2 separate regions of the Danio rerio genome follow, and region 1 is linked to region 2. The links are chromatin contacts, called in public Micro-C maps. All regions are on one chromosome and are shown on one strand. The core of a region is the stretch at or near the end of the contact, and the rest is flanking DNA. Distances in the headings are between cores, read along the strand shown. Region 1 holds the start of tlr3 (toll-like receptor 3). Region 2 overlaps sorbs2a (sorbin and SH3 domain containing 2a).

The links. A called contact is a pair of places that touch in the nucleus more often than the background predicts.
Region 1: a contact with region 2 is called in a Micro-C map of caudal fin, with 6 times the contacts expected there. The contact joins the promoter of tlr3 here to the enhancer-like site in region 2. A contact is called at or near these places in 4 of 18 Hi-C or Micro-C datasets (caudal fin, hematopoietic stem cells, skeletal muscle and 1 more) and 1 of 4 datasets of contacts at active chromatin or transcription factors (caudal fin).

Annotation. Positions count from the first base shown.
Region 1 is chr1:19,428,824-19,432,849 of GRCz12tu, forward strand. It overlaps tlr3 (toll-like receptor 3), which reads left to right and starts at 1,563. Exons shown (of 5, transcript NM_001013269.3): 1 at 1,563-1,764; 2 at 2,712-3,192; 3 at 3,614-3,808. The coding sequence starts at 2,752.
Region 2 is chr1:19,322,652-19,326,810 of GRCz12tu, forward strand. The region is part of intron 11 of sorbs2a (sorbin and SH3 domain containing 2a); the gene reads right to left. Among named protein-coding and RNA genes, the nearest start is that of pdlim3a, 46 kb to the left of the region's middle. Within about 2 kb of position 1,875, at least 11 of the 62 cell types and tissues checked have an H3K27ac peak or open chromatin away from gene starts, as enhancers often do. A contact at or near this core is called in caudal fin, where this site is marked.

The DNA.
Region 1 (4,026 bases), core at 313-2,812, 110 kb after region 2:
CATAAGATAGAACATTTATAAATGAGCTATATGATTAATTTAGGCAATTCTTGGCAATGGTCGAGAGCCCCCTGATTTCCCAGGGCTCTAAGCGGCTGTTTACCTTGCTTGTCGGTTAAGTCTGCCCATGTGCATAATGGTACTCATTGGCGGATATAGGCATGGGCAATATGGGCAATCACCCAGGGTAAAAAAGGACTACATTGTTCATTGTTCAATGCAAACTGTTGCAAACAATTTATATAGGCTGAATTTAAACAAAGAAATTAAGTTAAGCATGACTAAATTTAATTTGTTTGTTTAAATTCAGCCTATATAAATTGTTAAAATCCACTTACCTTAAAACTATTTAATAAATGCAATGAACATTTTTTTTCTGTGTAGGAGAAAAGCAATAAATTATTATTATTTTTTTTTTTTGGTGATTATTTAGTTTTTCAGGATGATAATGAGCACAATGTTACAGCTTTTCTTCAGGACATGAACAGCAAACAGTCCAATTGAAAATTTATGGTGAACATTTAAGAAAAAAAAAAAAAGTTCCAATAGATATTCTGTTTGCACAGCTGATCTGTCAACCACTATTTGAGAAAGCTGGTTAGAGGTTACTTGATGGTAACTTACTAATATGGTCCTTATGCATGTTGTCCAGTTGGACCCCACGTTAAACCAAGTCAGATTATATGGGAGATTCATATGGGCTAATTTGATGAGGCTGATTTGGAAACCATGGAGAAACCCATACTGGGGCCACATATTAATGTGGGCTTCCCCATATGTGGCCCATTTGACCCAGTAATAAAGAGTTTTACAAAATAATAAGGGCTCTTTAACAAAAAAAACCCTCTGGTCTGATTAAAAGTAATAATAATAAAAAAAACATGTGCAAGTTGCATGTTGTGCACAATCAATGTGCATATAAAGATACTTTACAACTACCCAAAATGTAAAGATATTTAGGTTTTCGTATTTAAGAACATGGATTGTTTGGGCATTAAATTATAGGGCCTAAAATGTATTTTTTTTTTTTTTTTTCATTTTAAAATCTCTGGCGCCATCAGCTGGACGGCTTATTTGATTGAATAATCTTGAAGGTGTTTGAAAGATTTTTAGAAGATTTAAATAAATCTATAATTTTGAGAAAAAATTAAAGTAGTTGTATTTTTATATTATTTATAAATTTATATTGTAATTAAAACTATAAAATATATCATAGAAGACACAAAGCCTAATCTGCGTGTGAGAAGCCTAGCAAAAAGGGGAAATCCCTTTCATTTTCTTCAGTTCCTTTCTTTCCTCTTTGTTAAAGACAAATTATTGAAGGGAAAAACTTTATTAGAAATAGCAGAAGTAATATGAAAAATGAATTTTATAATTTGAGGAAGTCGTTTTAGGATAATATTTGCTGAGAGGAAAATGTCAGATAATTGCATTAAGGATTTTGCAATATGGTTATATTTGCGTTAATATATAATATTAAAACAATGCATAATATTGGAAAATCTGTATAATGTATAACAATGTGACCCGAACTGTCCAATCTGAGTGATGATATTTGATATCTACTGTAGGACTACGTGATAGCTCCGCCTCTCTGTTTGTTTCACTTCTTAAGAAAGAGGAATTGTTCCTTTTGTAAAGGTTATTTTCTCCTAACACGTGAAGTTTATTTGGTTTCAAAAAAGAGGTCTGAGTTGCCATACCATATTGAACCACAACCAGACATCTGAGCTGAACCTGGGAAAGTAGATCGTCACCTATCAAGTAAGTCAGTGATAAACGATAGCATGCTGCATTAGCCTATTGTTAAAATATCATGTTAGCAGTTTTGTAAGTAGTAAAGAAACAATTAGGATATAGTTTTCTTCAGATGCACTGTCGAATATTTCTTAATATGACAATGAGACAATGGCTAGTTCTCTCATAACTCACTTTATATATGAAAGTTTAAATATAGAACTATATACATAATGTTTATAGAACAGACAAACAGTATTTAAATAGTAAATATTAGTGGTTTAAACCAGTGTAGTAAAGTGCATTATACTAAAAATTGTTTACAACACTTTGTTAAAGGAAGGTATTCTACATGCAGTTTTAACTATGAACTGATAAAATGTAATATAAAATGCAGTACTATTCAGTTTTTACTATAGTAAACTGTAATGTATTGTAGTATATCTACCTAATTGTAGAAAACTTAGCATTTTGGTCATTTTTTTTTTAATATTACAAAAGTTGTTGTCTTAACAGAACAACTATAGTAGAATTACTATAATAATTTACTATCTTAAAATCACTATAATACTATAAAATACTGTAGTACTTCTCATGTAGGTTAAAAGCAAATTATAACTGCAGATACTGCAAAAATTTAAACAACAATCATTTATTTTGACTAACATTAGGTTAAAATTACTTTCATATATTTTATATTGCAGCATTTGCATTTTTTTACCTGATGTACTAAAATAACTCGTTAAATTATTAGTTAATTAATAAAATATTTAAAAATATTAGGCATAAATTATAGAGCAGAATTCTAACCAACTAAAATCAAACTGAAAAGAACTTGAGTGAGTATCTTATGACTTCCCCATGTGACAGGAGGCTCTGGTCTTTATTTATATTTTATGATTTTATTGTATATTTTTCTATCAATCTTTAAGCCTGTGTACTGTATGTCAACAATAAAGTTATGCTTTTTACAGATTGACTTAGAGGGGAAAAAACTTTGAAAGGAAGGAAAATATGGATCTAATGAAACTCATATTATTGCCCTTGTTCTACGCTTGTTTTAGTGCCCACTGTGCAGGCACTACAAATGCACGCAAGTCAGCTTGCATGATTAAGAATGCCAAAGCAGACTGTAGTCATATGAATCTGGATGCAATTCCAACGGACTTACCTACAAATATTACCACACTGGATGTATCTCACAACAGACTTAAAACTCTGTCTTCTCTACACATGTACACAAATCTGGTGAATATAGATGCGAGCTACAACTCTTTAGCTGGCATAGAAAAGGATCTCTGTCTTTCTCTGCCGCACCTGCAATTTCTTAATGTGCAACACAATCAAGTGTATTTGATAAGCGAGAAAGACCTGAAAAACTGTTTTCATTTGACACAACTTGACCTGTCTGACAATAAGCTGAAGCTACAAGGGGAGCCATTCTCTCTCTTAAAGGTATGTTTTTACATTGTAGATACATTGTCTAGCACACAAGAAAAATATAGATAAATGCATTAGAAAGTTTAGTTTTTTTTAAGTGCTTGTTTTATCATTTACTAACTATGTTTATAGTCATTTAGGCTCAGCTGGAATATGGTTATCTAGCACTAATATTTGCATAGTTATATGTGCAACCTGACTGATAACAATTTTATATGCAACTGAATGTGTGAATATGGTGTGCCATTCTAATGAATGTTTTTTTCTTAATATTTAAGGATGTTTAAGGATTTTTTCTTAATATTTAAGAATAATATTAATAGTCTGATCAACATTGATAAGCCCATCTCTAGGTTCTTACACCAATAATTACTTTTTCAAGTGTGTTATGGTCTTACAGATAAATATGCTTTATTAACATGTTCTTCCTTCATAGAATTTAACATGGTTGGATGTATCTCGAAACAAACTGACATCTGCTAAACTGGGAACAGAACCTCAGCTGCCAAACCTGGTGACCCTGGTTCTCTCTGGAAATAACATTAACATACTGCAAAAGAATGACTTCTCATTTCTCAGTAATTCTTCTTCATTTCGGGTTCTGATTCTCTCATCTCTGATTCTTAAAAAGGTAAGAGGAACCGAATGTGTCACGTCAAGCTGCTTTCACTGATTTCACATAAGAGTCAGTGTTGTCAAAGTTAGTGTTTACTTACTTTGGAAAACTGCTAGAAACCCGACAATTTGCTAACCAGACAATTGGACTTTGCTCTAATGATGTAATAACATTGAATAACTTTTGTATTGATAACCGACATTACCTGAAAACCCAATGGCAACTTGAATGCT
Region 2 (4,159 bases), core at 625-3,124:
TTTAAATCAAATGTCTGGAGCAAGAAGCAACACAGAAGAGTAGAGGTAAGCAAAGAGAAAAAACAATGAGAGGAAAAGAAAAATGGCAGTTAGGGTAACCCAGGTTTACTATAAATGCTAAACCAAACATAAAATACGTTGCTCTGGGTACATTGTGTTACATGTTTGAGATGACAAATCCAATAGAGGGCGCTGTCTACAATTTTAAAATCTAAAATACATTACTTAGGGTAATGGATTCAATCTTGAGTGCCCTGTATAACAGTACATAGTGAGCTACAGAGCAAGCTGACCGCAGCGGAAAATGTGTCCATATAAAGACAGAAAGGTGAGGCAAAATGTATTCTATTACAAATTATGAACCACATTTAGGTTTATTGTAGTATTTATGTTGGGTTATGCAAAGAATTACATGAAAATAATCCTTTATTCATTGATTTTATGTCCCTATAAATATCATTATTGTAAAAAAGGAACAAAATTTGTTGGAATCATACTGCCCCTTAGTATTCATTTGACTTAGAAGCCACAGTCAAACTTATGCTGATGTATGTTCTTGCTATTTCAAAAAAGTATAGGCTGAGGCAAGTATTTCCAATGAGCTTGCGTTGATTAAGGAGCATCCAAATATGGCACGATGGGTAAAGAACAGATGAGGATAGGGTGGCCCATCTCTCTCTCACTCTCTAAACGCTTTCATTTATAACAATTACCAGGGAAAGGTAACTAAATTGCTTTGGCTCCCATTGACTACAAATGTATTTACATTAAAATTAGAGAACATGATTATTTCAATCATTTCAACATTGGGATGCGAAAATAAGGGATACAAGAATGTCCACTTTCGCTCCGATTCAAATCATGTGTGCAGAATCCGTTTGGGAAACAGCATCTATTTATCAATATGGAGCACGTCTGACAGTCACGCACCACTACATGAATTGACTGTTTTGAGGACTGCAGAGGAGGGGCGGGCAATGGTGTAATTGAAAGGAAGGGACTCCTGCCGTTTTTATATTTTTTTCAAAGTGTTTTCATGCCTAAATTAAATGAAAGCACAGAATAGATTCATTTATATATAAGAGCAAAGGGCGCTCCTAGGTGGTTCAGCAGTATGGGTTGCGTATAGGGAGGATCGGCTCTTTGATGTTTTTTTGCCACCCTTCATAAAAAAATTAAAATACAGGAGATATACGGGAAAATACTTTTACAGGATGATAGTGAGATAAATTGTAAAATAAGGGAGAATCCTGGGACAAATGGGTGAAAATGGCTTACCCTCCTTGCAACACCTAGCAACACCATGGCAACAACCTAGAACACCTTAGAAACCTTCTAGCAACACCTTAGCAACAACCTAGAACACCCTAGCAACGCATTAGTTGCCACTCAGAACTCACTAGCAATGCCCTAGCTAGAAACATGCCAATCCATACTAGAATGTGCTAACACATGCTAACATGTGTAGTGATCTATCAATGCCAGCTATTTAAAACTTCTTAAAAACTACTTTAATTATTAAAACTTTTAAACTACTTCAAACTTTCAGACTAGGCGTTCTCAAGCCACCATAAAGTTTGTCTACAAACTTTACTTTTCTAGCATTATACTGTGCTTCGAGTATATGCTTAAAAACTACTGCTCTTTTACTTCTGTTAGGTTAGCTTAAAACAAATCTAATCAGTCATATTGAAATTTTAGGTCTACCATCTCCCCTACTATTGGTCTATACAATGGAAGTCAACGGGAAACAAAACTGTTTAGCCCTCAACATGGGATAGAAAATATTTCTTCTGATTTCCAACTGATAGAACTTTTCACTACAAGAGTTGTGCCTTTCAACTTTATTCAGCAGGGGGAGACATTGAGCTTCTTCCTCCTGTTTCTCTCTCTCTAAAGCCTCTTTTTCTTTTCCCCGAGCTATGACTGTACATGCTGTGAAAGCTGCCCACTCATTTTGCCGCACGGGACATCTCCCACTGCCACATCCACTGTGTTTGTGCTGAGGGCAGTGCTGTGATTCAGCCTCCTGACATTTCTATCCTATTGTTCCCTGTGAACCGAGCTCCTGGCTATGACTCCACCGCTTTTGTCTGACACCCTTCCAGCTTTTTACATCTGCATTGCAAAACAAAAGTTCAGCCACTTTCAAAAGAGAAATGAAACACTGAGGAAAAACATCTATTGAACCAGTTTGTTCGTACAAACACAATCTTGACATTATTAGTGTAAGAATAGTATTGGGATATAATGTATTGCTGGCAAAATCCAAAGCTGCATCGTTAGCATGAATACCACAGCATAATGTTTCAGGTAAACCGCAGCACTATATAGCTCCAATTGATTGCTTTAAGTGCAAACATTTACCAATATTTTACCAACATGAACTAATATACAATAGAAAGAAAGCTTACTAAAGAACCACATTGCTCATGATAAGCAAACTTACGGCCGAGGGTCCACTATTTGGTCAAATGATCCGTGAAACGGAGGTTAAATCCTGTCTTAACACACATCCAATCAGCAGTTTGGAAACTGCTGAAGTTCTTCTACTGTAGTAAACATTAAGTGAAGCATGTGACGATTTCATAGACCTGAATTTAAAATGAAAATGAGAGTATTTATAAGACATGGTATAAGATTTATAAGATATGGTCATTTTGATGCTGTTTAAATATTTGGTGAGCTACTGTTTTAAAAGGAAGTAATATAAAAAATACACTCACTCACAATCATTTGACCTAGTTACTTATTCGTCAGGGGTTGCCACAACAGAATGAATCACCAAATACTCTAGCATGTGTTTAATGCAGTGGGTGCCCTTCTAGCCGCCTTAAAAATAACATAAAAATATTCCATTAATATAAATCCATATATGAGTAAACCGAAAAACATTTTTTTAAATAATTAATTTTGTATAGAAGTGTGGATGTGGTTAAAATGTATTGTACACTGTGGACACTGAGTGAAGCCTGCTGCAGCTGCTGGACAGCCTCTACAGCACACAGAACTCCATATTCTGCTCCATCAACACATGATTACTGCTTGCACAGTTTATAACTTCCTGTACTTTGTTCTGTTTCTTCATTGTTTGTGATTCTTGTTTTATTTTAACTTTAGTGTCTGTAATTTAAAAAAAAAAATAATAAAGCGTTTTAAAGTTTGCTATTTAATGTATATTATTTATTTAATAGTATAGTAATAGTAGCAGTAGTAATACCAGAATGGATTTTTTATAATTTTTTTAATCAAAAAAGCCCAATGCAATGGGTTAAACTATGTAACCCATTATTATATGGGTTATAAGTTGGGGTATTTTAACCTAACTATTTTTTCAGATTGGGAAAGCTGATTTCCAGCTTCCAGTCTATTCCAGCCTAGCATAATCCTTAAAAATAAAATTGTTTTGACCTAAAATGGAGGGTAGTGTAATTTTGAATGAGAGGAAGAACAAAAAGTTATCTGCAAAGCATATGAAGTTAAAGGAATACACTGAATATTCTAAATTGTTACAAATGATTAATTTAACTCTCATACTTTAATTCAAGCCTTTCTTTCTTTTACATAAAAATAGTCCCAATTATCTGTGAACAGAGAGTGAATTACCCCTCTGACCCCACTAATTAACACTGGATCCCCCTGAAGAACAACAAAACAAGATGTATGGGGGAGTCTACACTTTAATAGTTAAGAAATAGTTTGCTCTGATCTGTACCTTAAATAATACTAGTAATTACAATAAAAGATAACTTTAATATACATATGACCACGCCTGTAGTGGTTCATACCATTGTGAATGCATGTTTGCACCAAAAATATGAAATCATCAGTTTGAAACCGGCAAATCTTAAGCACCGATAGACAGTGTAATTGTTCACAAAACATATTTCTTTAAAAAAAGATGTTTGTAGGTGTCTGTAAAACTAGAAATATAGTTTGTATTTTATTATACACAGGCTCGCACATGGAAATTAAACAGTGAAATAAAATAAAAAAATATATATGTGCAGTCTTTCATGGTCATCCATCAATAGGTGCAAGAAACCAAACCTCACACCGTTTATTTAATTTCACAACTGTCATTGAGAACCACTCAATATCCCTCAAAACACTGAAAACATAATAACAAGTTTGATTAATAAATTTGATGTAACTGAAT